2 separate regions of the Danio rerio genome follow, and region 1 is linked to region 2. Evidence: chromatin contacts called from public HiChIP or PLAC-seq data. All regions are on one chromosome and are shown on one strand. Each heading gives the region's core, a stretch centred on a gene start, on an enhancer-like site or on the middle of the called end of the contact. The rest is flanking DNA. Distances are from core to core; before and after follow the strand shown.

What was found. HiChIP or PLAC-seq counts read pairs in DNA pulled down with a chosen protein or histone mark.
Region 1: an H3K4me3 HiChIP or PLAC-seq map of embryo shows a contact between it and region 2, with 9 times the contacts expected there. The contact joins two enhancer-like sites. A contact is called at or near these places in 1 of 18 Hi-C or Micro-C datasets (hematopoietic stem cells) and 1 of 4 datasets of contacts at active chromatin or transcription factors (embryo).

Annotation. Positions count from the first base shown.
Region 1 is chr12:9,632,624-9,637,558 of GRCz12tu, forward strand. The region is part of intron 1 of exoc6 (exocyst complex component 6); the gene reads right to left. Among named protein-coding and RNA genes, the nearest start is that of exoc6, 7.9 kb to the right of the region's middle. Within about 2 kb of position 2,593, at least 3 of the 62 cell types and tissues checked have an H3K27ac peak or open chromatin away from gene starts, as enhancers often do.
Region 2 is chr12:9,147,190-9,152,621 of GRCz12tu, forward strand. It overlaps jmjd1cb (jumonji domain containing 1Cb), which reads right to left. Exons shown (of 26, transcript XM_073918202.1): 21 at 4,766-4,896; 22 at 2,893-3,015. Among named protein-coding and RNA genes, the nearest start is that of nrbf2b, 22 kb to the left of the region's middle. Within about 2 kb of position 2,737, at least 4 of the 62 cell types and tissues checked have an H3K27ac peak or open chromatin away from gene starts, as enhancers often do.

The DNA.
Region 1 (4,935 bases), core at 1,343-3,842, 490 kb after region 2:
TCTCATGTCATTATACAGATTTGTGTCCTGATATGTCACAAAAACACATGTACACACACACGCACGCACGCACACACACACATACACTCAAACACTCAAACACTATAGTTCATCCAATTCACATATAGCTCATGTCTTTTGACTGTAGGGAAACCAGAGTACTCGGGAAACCCACGTCAACACAGGGAGAACATGCAAACTTCACACAAAAATGCCAACTGGCGCAGCTGAGGTTCGAACCAGCGACCTTCTTGCTGTGAGGCAACAGTGCTAACAACTAAGCCACTGTGCCGCAAAAATTATCATTACAATTTCTAGTCATTTTAATTACTTCATCGGTCGACATAATGCTGGTGACCTGCAGAGGTTGTGCAAACATAAAGTGCTACCATTAAAATCCTTCCTCTTTCATTGAAACATGTTTTCTCAATGGTGCCATTTTTCTTGTGTGTTTGTTTTGTTATTGAGAGGATAGAGCGCAGCAGATATTTACATATCCAGATAAATGTGGCTCTCTCTCAGCAGCGAGTGTGGCATCTGGATGTCCATTAACTGCATATCCCCGCGTATGTATTTCCTCTCACCAAAGACCAAAACAGCCAATTCCTGCCACCCAGATGGAAAACGCTGAGGGCCATTTTCTACTGAAAACATGCAAAGCTTTCTAAAATCGGTACCCACTTCCACTGCCTTTCAGAAGGTCAGATTACGCCCTTTAATGGGATATCCTTTCCGCGAATCTGCACACACGCACACAGAGCTACTATCAGCAGAGACATGCTCACAATGAGTTTCCTCCTTCCTGTTATTGAATTCAACAGACCAAAGAACGTAAGGTTCCGGACAACTGCTAAGAGGTCCAGGAGGAAACAGAGAAACACAGCATGCAGAAAGACAAACTATTTTTCTTATGGCTCAAAGAGAAAATTCAGAATGTTATACATCAATACTTCTACGCCTACCATCACAGAGTGGCTAATGAAACCAAAGTTGTAACTAGGGGTGTAACGATTTATCGTTGTACGATTTATTGCGATGCAAAAATGTCACAATATGCATCGTGGCGTTATGACGATTTGATTACGATATGTCATCTGTTTCTCTTATTAGTTGAGCTGTTTGCACGTGAGCTACGTTCCACCTGCTGTCGCACGTGAGTTCAGATTGCAGCAGCAGTAATGTTAGCAGACCAAGATGAGTGGAGCTGAAATAGAGGATGGCCCATCCTCTCAAAATCAGACGTCTGGCAACATTTCGGTTGTACAGTCATTGCTTTGGACTCGTCCGCTTTTTGACAAGGTACAATTCACCCTAAAATATCATTCTGTCTTCATATAATGTTCCCGCCGCAAAATCAAACATGACATGAGCTGACCGTGAGCTGTTACTACAGAGGGCGGACTATGATAGACGCGCGCGTATGGCAAGCCGTTTTAGCATTTAAACCTTTGTTCTGACTATCCATAAATATATTTAGAGATATCTCTAATTATATTTTGACTAGTCATAATTAGAATTCGACTAGTCAGAATGACAATTAGAGATATCTGCAATTACAATTGTACTAGTACGAAATCAAAGCCTTAAGCTCTAACTGTAAAACTCAATTGAATAGAAAGCTTATTTTTTTTGCACCTTTACTTAAATTGTTCTTTAATTTTGTCTCTGTCATTTCAATAATATTTTTAAGAAGTTTTTAAATTGTTTTATTTTCCAGAGACAGGCCTGTTTAATTTATTTTCTTAAAGAAGGTTCAGTTTAACAAGTTGAAACAAAAGAAATACATAAAAAAATAGTTCACTTGGTAAAATTTGCATTTCAGTTTAATTTTCAATTTTTATTCCAAATATCGTGATACATATCGAATCGTGAACATTATATCGTCATACACATCGTATCGTGAGCTGAGTGTATCGTTACACCCCTAGTTGTAACACAAGCTTATTGATGAAACCAAACCTCTAACAATAGACAGGTGAATAAGGGTTAATCACAGTACATACATTTTTTAAGAAAATAGGCTAAAGGAAGTCAAGTTTATAAAGGTCAGCATTCTGAAACATCAATAGCTTTGTTTCCATCCACCTATTTTTATGTGCATTTTGGAATATCGCATAAAAACTCTGGATGGAAATGCCAAGATGTGCATACAAAAATTATGCACACAACCGAGTAGAACTTCATTCATTCATTCATTTTCTTGTCGGCTTAGTCCCTTTATTAATGCGGGGTCGCCACAGCGGAATGAACCGCCAACTTATCAAGCACAGTTGGCAGTTTATTTCGCTGTGGCAGCCTCAGATTAATAAAGGTACTAAGCTGAAAAGAAAATGAATGAATGATTGTTTTTTTTCATTTATTTGACAACAAAAAAAACGAAATACACTCAATTTGTCAAGGATATACACTATAAAGTTTTTAAACCTTTTTCCATTGTGTGTAATTCATATTTTATTTTTTTAATTCATAGACATGGTGCAACGAAGTGGAAAAGCTGATGCACAGCATGATGAAGTGCTTTTCCCGCACACCTTTTACAAGGTGAAATTATGAAAGGCAAGGAAGCTAAGTGTTAAGTGTGTTAGGTAACATGTCTGATGTCTGTGGAATGAGAAAATACAGCTGTCATATCTGTAACCATCAGTGCGCATGTTAGTACAGAATGCGTCGCCTCGGGACATGATTTCTTGTGCTGGAATGTTGACAAATTTGCATGTCCTGTAGATCTGCTTTCTAAAGGCTTTAATCAACGCAGGTTTGGTTTTCAAACCCACCGTAATCACAAGATCAAGAGTGTAAAATATGCTGCCTAGAACTTCTGCTGAATAAACAGTTTTCTTCATAACAAGTGGAATAGAGTGAACTCAGGTTATCTGTGGCAAATTTCCAAACAATATTCATACTGAGATACAGATGAGACATCAAACGTCACAGAAAAAAGTTAACTAATCCTAATATCTAACTAAATCATAATAGTCTGACTTTACCTCCTTAAAATTATCCTGCATAAAGCATACCAGCACGAAACAAAAGCAGACGGCTTAATAGAAATGCATTCTTTATCACTAGGCGAAGCTTATAGAGAAGCAGTAGTAGTGCTTCCTTATTTAACACTATGCTTTTTCAGATTGGTAATGGGAATATAAAAAAAAAATACCCTCTAAACTTCTCTGAATACACTCATAAACTCAATTTAATCTTTACGATTTTCTTTCACATGTAGCATTTTTTTCCTCTGTCCAGAATATAGGAACCACACTCTAAAAAATAACGCAAGAGTTCTGTTACCACTAAATGGTTTAATACATGCAGCTCAACTCCTTGTTCAAGCTCTTGTTCTCTCCAGACTGGACTATTGCAACTCTCTACTAGCCGGGCTTTCAGCTAACTCTATCAAACCTCTTCAGCTGCTTCAGAACGCAGCAGCACGAGTGGTCTTTAATGAACCTAAAAGAGCACATGTCACTCCGCTACTTATCCGTTTGCACTGGCTGCCTGTTGCTGCTCACATCAAATTCAAAGCTCTAATGTTTGCTTACAAAGAGACATCTGACTTTGCTCCTTATCTGCTCTCACTTCTGAAGATTTATGTGCCCTCCAGAAACTTGCGTTCTGTGAATGAACAGAACCTTGCGGTTCCATCCTAAATGGGGAAGAAATCACTTTCCCGAACTCTCGCATTCAATATGTTCAGTTGGTGGAATGAACTCCCTATCTGCATCAGAACGGCAGAGTCACTCACTGTTAGAGCTGCACGATTCCGGCTAAAATGAGAATCGCGATTTTTTTGCTTAAAATAAAGATCACGATTTTCTCACGATTCTGTAGATGTAAAATAAAGGTATGGTAAAAACAAACATATGGCACAACATCGATAATATTATTATGTTTAGGTCTACTGGTTTCTATAAATGATTATATTCTACTTATAATAATTATAATGTTGAATTATTATGCTTGAGATGCTTGCAATCTGTTATACAAGACAAATTTATTCACTGGTAAAATCAGACATTTACCATTATGAGATTATATTCAACAATATATAGGCTAAAGTAGGTATACTAACATTGTAAACATTTATTTTCATGTACAACTGTGGGTTCGCTATGAAAGAAAAAACATCAAATGCTTGTAATCATAACTCTAAAATGCGATATGATCATTTAAATGAAGTGCACACTTTCGGTTTCATTTTGACTGCTAAGTGCTTGTTTATACTTCACGCGTTGCTCCCAAACGATCACTCTGTGCCCCAAACTGAATATTATTTACAACTGTATTACATATGCAACATATGCAGGTTCTGTTCACTAAAGTAGACGCGCGCGCGCGCGCCCTCTCTGTGATAACAGCTCACGTCACGTTTGATTTCCCGGCCGCGAAAACATCATTATATGAAGACAAAAATGACATTTTAAGGTGAATTATACCTTATAAATATAGTTTGTGACTCATTTAACATCATTTGGAGGTGTCAATGTCACTGAGCAACATGTGTGAAACAATAAAAAGACTCGTGCAGCCGCCTTTTCTTCTCTCCTGACCTTGACAATAGGATTGACAGAATCATAGAAATGCTGGATTAAGATTGTCTAGGGGGTCGAATCGAGATCGTGATCTTTTAACGATTAATTGTGCAGCTCTACTCACTGTCTTCAAGAAACAACTAAAAACTCAACTATTTAGTTTCCACTTTCCTTCCTAATCTGCAATTGCCTCTGGCTTCACCGCTAACTTTATTACAAAAATTTAAAAAAAAAATAAAATGAAATAAAATAACTAATGTTTTGCTTCTTACACTTTACATACCTGAAACTTGCCTACTGCACTTATTCATTGTTGCTTTTTTAGTTGTGTAAATTGCTTCCTTGTCCTCATTTATAAGGCCCTTTTTGGATAAAAGCATCTGCTAAATGACTAAATGTAAATTTA
Region 2 (5,432 bases), core at 1,487-3,986:
CAACATTTACTAATGCATTATTAAAATGCAAAGTTGTCACGTACTTAAAGACCGCCTATTTCAAACCTTTTTTAAGATTTAATAAAAGTCTTTTGTGTCCCCGGAATGTGTCTGTAGGGTTTCAGCTCAAAACACCCATCAGATTATTGAATATATCTTTTTAAATCTCGGAAATTTGAGGTGTTTGGACAATGTAGCTGTTTTTGTTGTCTGTGCCTTTAATGCAAATAAGCTGGTTCTCCACGCCATCGTTCCCACGTGCGTGTAGCCTACACCTGCTGCTTCTCATGCCAGATAAACAGCACAGTGACCGACAAGAATGAAGCAGATCTCCCTTACTACAGCAAGAAGTTTCCCAATGGTTATTTGATATATTTGTTGTGAAGTTATTTCTAGCCTTGGCAACGATGTGTCTCACACAATGTCGTTATAAAACTTGTCTCGGCTAATGTGACAGGATACACATTAATATACACTGCTGTATGGACATCCATTATGTTAATTTACAAAATAACCCTGATCCACAAACCAGGATTGCAGCATCTTCTTTTATAATTGTGCTGACACAATGTGCCTGTGGTGATGAATTACGCAGTGATTCTACTGTCTTTATTACATACATGCACTGTTTTATAAACATTTTGTGAAGTTTTTAAACTAATTTCGAGAGGAGCATGTGATATAATTGACTGCAGCTGGCCACCTATCTACTACACTCATTAGTTAGCCAATCAGATCTATCCGAACTCACTATAAGTAGCCTAGCTAGATTTACTCCCTTATCTTCGTTTTCCGAAGAAACCCCCAATCAACCCCTTTCTCCTCCTTTTCTCCTTTACAAAAAGGGGAGCTCTCGAGAACCACCTGATCTCGTACTCCCCTCACATGCTCTATGGACCTGGCGGGAGCCCTGGGCTCAACTATCTCCGAGCTCAGGGTTCTCTCCCGGGACAGCATGCCAAACCTGCTTACAGTTGTCAAGCAATATCTAAGTGTGAACTCTCGAAATACTTGTAAAACTCATTCTTGAGGTGCGGATGATCACAGCGAGCTGAGCAGATCTTTTAATCCCAGTTGCATTGCGCATGTCCTGTCTTGTGGATTTGATTATACATATTACTACAGATACATGTTAATACATGTCTGTCAATCAATTCGGTGGGTGAGGAAACCAAACTCCTACGCCGTGTTGCGGTGGGCCTCAAAATGGGAGGGATTTGGATCCTGTTTTAAAGTCATACCCCAGTTTGACTGTGGACACACTAATAATCCACACAGTTCTGTCCAAACAGCTTACAAAAGATAATTTTATTCATAGGTGCCCTTAAAATAACGTTTACCAACGATAACGAAGATGAATAAATGATATAATAATGTATTACTAATTGTTTGTTCATGTTAATAGATACATGAACTAATGAACCACTATTTTAAAGTGTTACCAAATAGTTTTTCCCAGAATGTGCATGGCATGGGTGTTGCCACTTTGCATACAAACTAATTTTGTCTAATTTAACTAATATATGGAGGGTAGAAAAAAATCAGGCTGTGCATACTGTGCTGATAATCATCCTCATGTGCATTGTACCCTAGCATTAGTGTAAAAATTAAAGTTGAAAAAACTTATTACAGGAGAGCATCCTGTCTGGCTGTATCACCACCTGGTATGGAAATAGCACCAGCAGCAATCGCAAAGGCCTACATAGGATTGTACGAACTGCTGGACGCGTAGTAGGAGGTGAAATTTCCTCCCTCTAGGATATCTACACCAGGCGGTGCATGAGGAAAGCCAAAAAAATGATCAGCGACTCCAGCCACCCATGCCATAAACTTTTCTCTCTGCTACCCTCAGGCAGATGGTTTCGCAGCATCCGGTCACGCACTCGCCGGCTGAAGGAAAGTTTCTTCCCTCAGACTATCAGGCTGATGAACACTTAACACACCCCACACAGACTCTTCCACACCCCTCACTGCACACCATCAATATGTAGCATGCACTGCACTTTAACCAATCCATACTTAAAAAACAATACTGCCTACAACTATGTGGACATTGTACATATTGCTGTCAATTTTACATTGTCCTCTTTATTTATTTATTTATTTATTTATTTATTTATTTATTTATTTATTTATTTATTTATTTTTAGGAGTATGCTGCTATATTTTGCACTGTCGTTGTATTTGCACTGTCTGTATTTTGTACTGTCTGGAGCCAGCACCTAAGCTTTTCACTCATCATAGCACTCGTGCTGCTGATGATGTGACTATAAAAAGTGATTTGATTTGATTATTTGTGTAAGTTTTTTTGTTACCAATGTAATTTTTAAATGTCATGAGCATTTTTACAAAGAATATAGAAATATGAAAGAATTTTTGTAGTTTTGACAAGCTCTAATATATAATTTCTGGACAGAAACAAATATATTTTTTACTGTTTAGGACAATTGGGGTCAAAATGACTGAGAACCAATGATGTTTAGATGTAACATTAAATCTTGAATGTTTTAGATCTGCCTACTGTAGCAGACATCCCACTATAGACGATGAAAGAGAGTGGAAGAAATAAAAGCTCCAGCTGGATTTTAGTTCATATTAAGCCTCTGTTAATGTGAAGGTTTTACTGATTCACTCTCGTTAAGTGCTGAGAGAAAAGCTCTTTGCAGTGCTGCTATGGCAATGCACAGGCAGGGAAAACTCCTTCCAGATGCATCTCTCACATTTCATTGTTTCCAGGGTGGAAACCATGTTCTGTGTTTTTTTTTTCTTCCTCTGAGCTCAGGGGTTTATGGAACATTTCTGTTCAAGCAGGAAGCTTTTCCCCCTCCACATCTTTCACTGAGTTAATGGACAGTAAATGACAGTTGTGTGGCGGATGAATCTCAGACTTACCTGTTTTGGACAAGACGCCATTCCCTTTTGCCACTCCGACGTAAACCAGCACGCTGATCACGTCAGACACCTCCATGTGCAGGTTAGCAGTGCCGAAATCCTGCTCCTGAGACGCTGCCACACCTGTGACATGGATCATATTTCATTCAGTTCACTGTGTTTCAGGCATCAAGGTTTACATACAGTTGATGATGTTTAGCAAGGAATTTTTCCTGTAATATTTTTTTCTTCTGGAGAAAGTCTTAATTGATTTATTTTAGCTAGGGTAAAAGCAGCTTTTCATTAAAAAAAAGCACCTTTAAGCAATATTGTTGTTGTATTGTCAACAGAACAAACCACTGTTATAAAATGACGTGCCTAATTACTCTAAATAGGCTAATTAACCTCATTAACCTACTAAAGCATTTAAATCACACTTGAAGCTGAATACTAGTATCTTCAAAATATCTAGTCAAATATTGTGTCCTGTAATCATGGCAAAGATAAATCAGTAAATAGAAATTAGATATTAAAGCTAATGTTTAGAAATATGAACAGAAATGTGAACACTAAATTGGGATGTCAACATAAAGACTTTCTTTGAGAAAAAAGATTTCTTTGACACAAATGAATGATTTGATAAGGGTTTTGCCATCACCACAGTCCTTTCATTGTGTGATAATAAGAGTACAGCAAACAGCAGTAATATGATGGCTCAAGACATGATGAGGCATTGTGTGCTGAATGGAAAGTTTCATTATAAACTGCTTCCAGATAAAACCAAATTAGCGTGCGCTTATTTTTTTGTTGATGGGCCTGCCAACAAACAAACAACTGCAAACCTAACTGATTCCTGATCACTAAATGGCAATGCACATATCCATCAACATTGTTCATTACTGTACCAGTTACCTTTAAGGCTAACTATTAATTCAAAGCTACATGAATTGTACAACAGAAAATGGCAAAAATAAAAAAGTAAATCAATTTGCAGAAGGCACTTTCATTGCACTTACTGGAGACCACTGGGCATCAGAAGTGACCAAAATTACCTTGGCGCAATTAATCAATGACAACTGGCAACTGCACGGCAAGTTAAATATTGTAAATAATAAGAATAATAAGATGATAAAACTAGATGATCTGTTTTCTTAAACTCGTCCTGCATTTCATTTCAACACAACACTTCTACGTTTAAATTGTATATTTAAAATTTGCGAATAATTATAATTTTCCAAGGACCATGATTTCAACTAGAGCCATAACATTTTTAAATCAATTGACAGTCCTAATTTGCACCATATGGTTCAGTCTTTTTAAATTTAAGTTTAAATATAAATAAATGAAGTATAATTACAATAAAAACAATAAACACCACGTGTTTTATTTTAATATGAATGCATAAAAGTGCAATCTGAAATTTTCTTCTGAAATGAGCAGTTTTCTATTATTCTTGGTAATGAACAAGTTTTTCATTGACTTTAAAATAACTGAAAATTAATATAAGAGGCTGAGAAAAAATGCTAATTTCAGAAAAAAAAAATTTAGATGGCACTTAAAGGATTTTGCATCTGAACTCTTCATATGTTTTTTTTTAATCAGTCGATTGTGGTGGAAAATATTCCTAATTGTCATAAAAATAATATTTATTTTATTTTATTTTATCTTATTTTATCTTATTTTATTTTATTTTATTGACCTAAAATTTAAAACAAAATTTAAAATTGACAAATTTTCTTTACACTTTTTCTTTTGGGAAATGTTCCTTCCTGTAACTGAACATAATATTGTAATAAATACTGAAGTAAAATGTGGTAAACCAAAACAGAAAACAAGATAAGCCAGAAATCAAAAGTGTGTCTGAGTGTGTGAGAGACAGAGGGAGCTGTAGTACCATATGCGCAGCAGAGGCGAGGGCCCAGATCCGGCCGCACAAAAAAGGTGGGCAGATGGGAGGCCAGGTTGAGGTTTCCCTCCGGGTCTGAATATTCAGGCATGGGGAGGTTCTTCATCAAATCATCATACCTAAACAATGACATCAAGCACATTTTAAAACCAGCATTTACAAGCCCTAAAGCAATATCTGAATTAGCATGTCGTCTTGTGTTCTAGTGTTTATGAGGTACCTGGATGAAGGTATCAAATTTTTTCTGATTAATTTTTGAAGCTTTTACAGGGTTTTTGCAGGTTTCATCAAGTCAAATTTAAGACTTCTTAAGACCCTTTTAAGACCATTATGAATTAAATTGAAGACTTACACAGGACTAAACACTAATTATTATTTCTAATGGCCTGGTTGGGTTTTTGCTTGCAATAAAAAATAAATAAATCAAAACTACATACATGTGTCAAAAACAAGAAAACTCTGGCTGTATAGAGTCTAGTTGTATTTTTTGTTTTAATGACAAGTTTAACATGTTAAAAGTATGTTGTGTTGCTTTATCTGGAAAATTAAGACTTGTTTAAAATGATTTAAGACACACAACACATCACATCAGTGAATTTAAGACTTTATAGGGCCTACAATTTTAGGCCTAAAAATGTTTTTGAAATTTAAGATA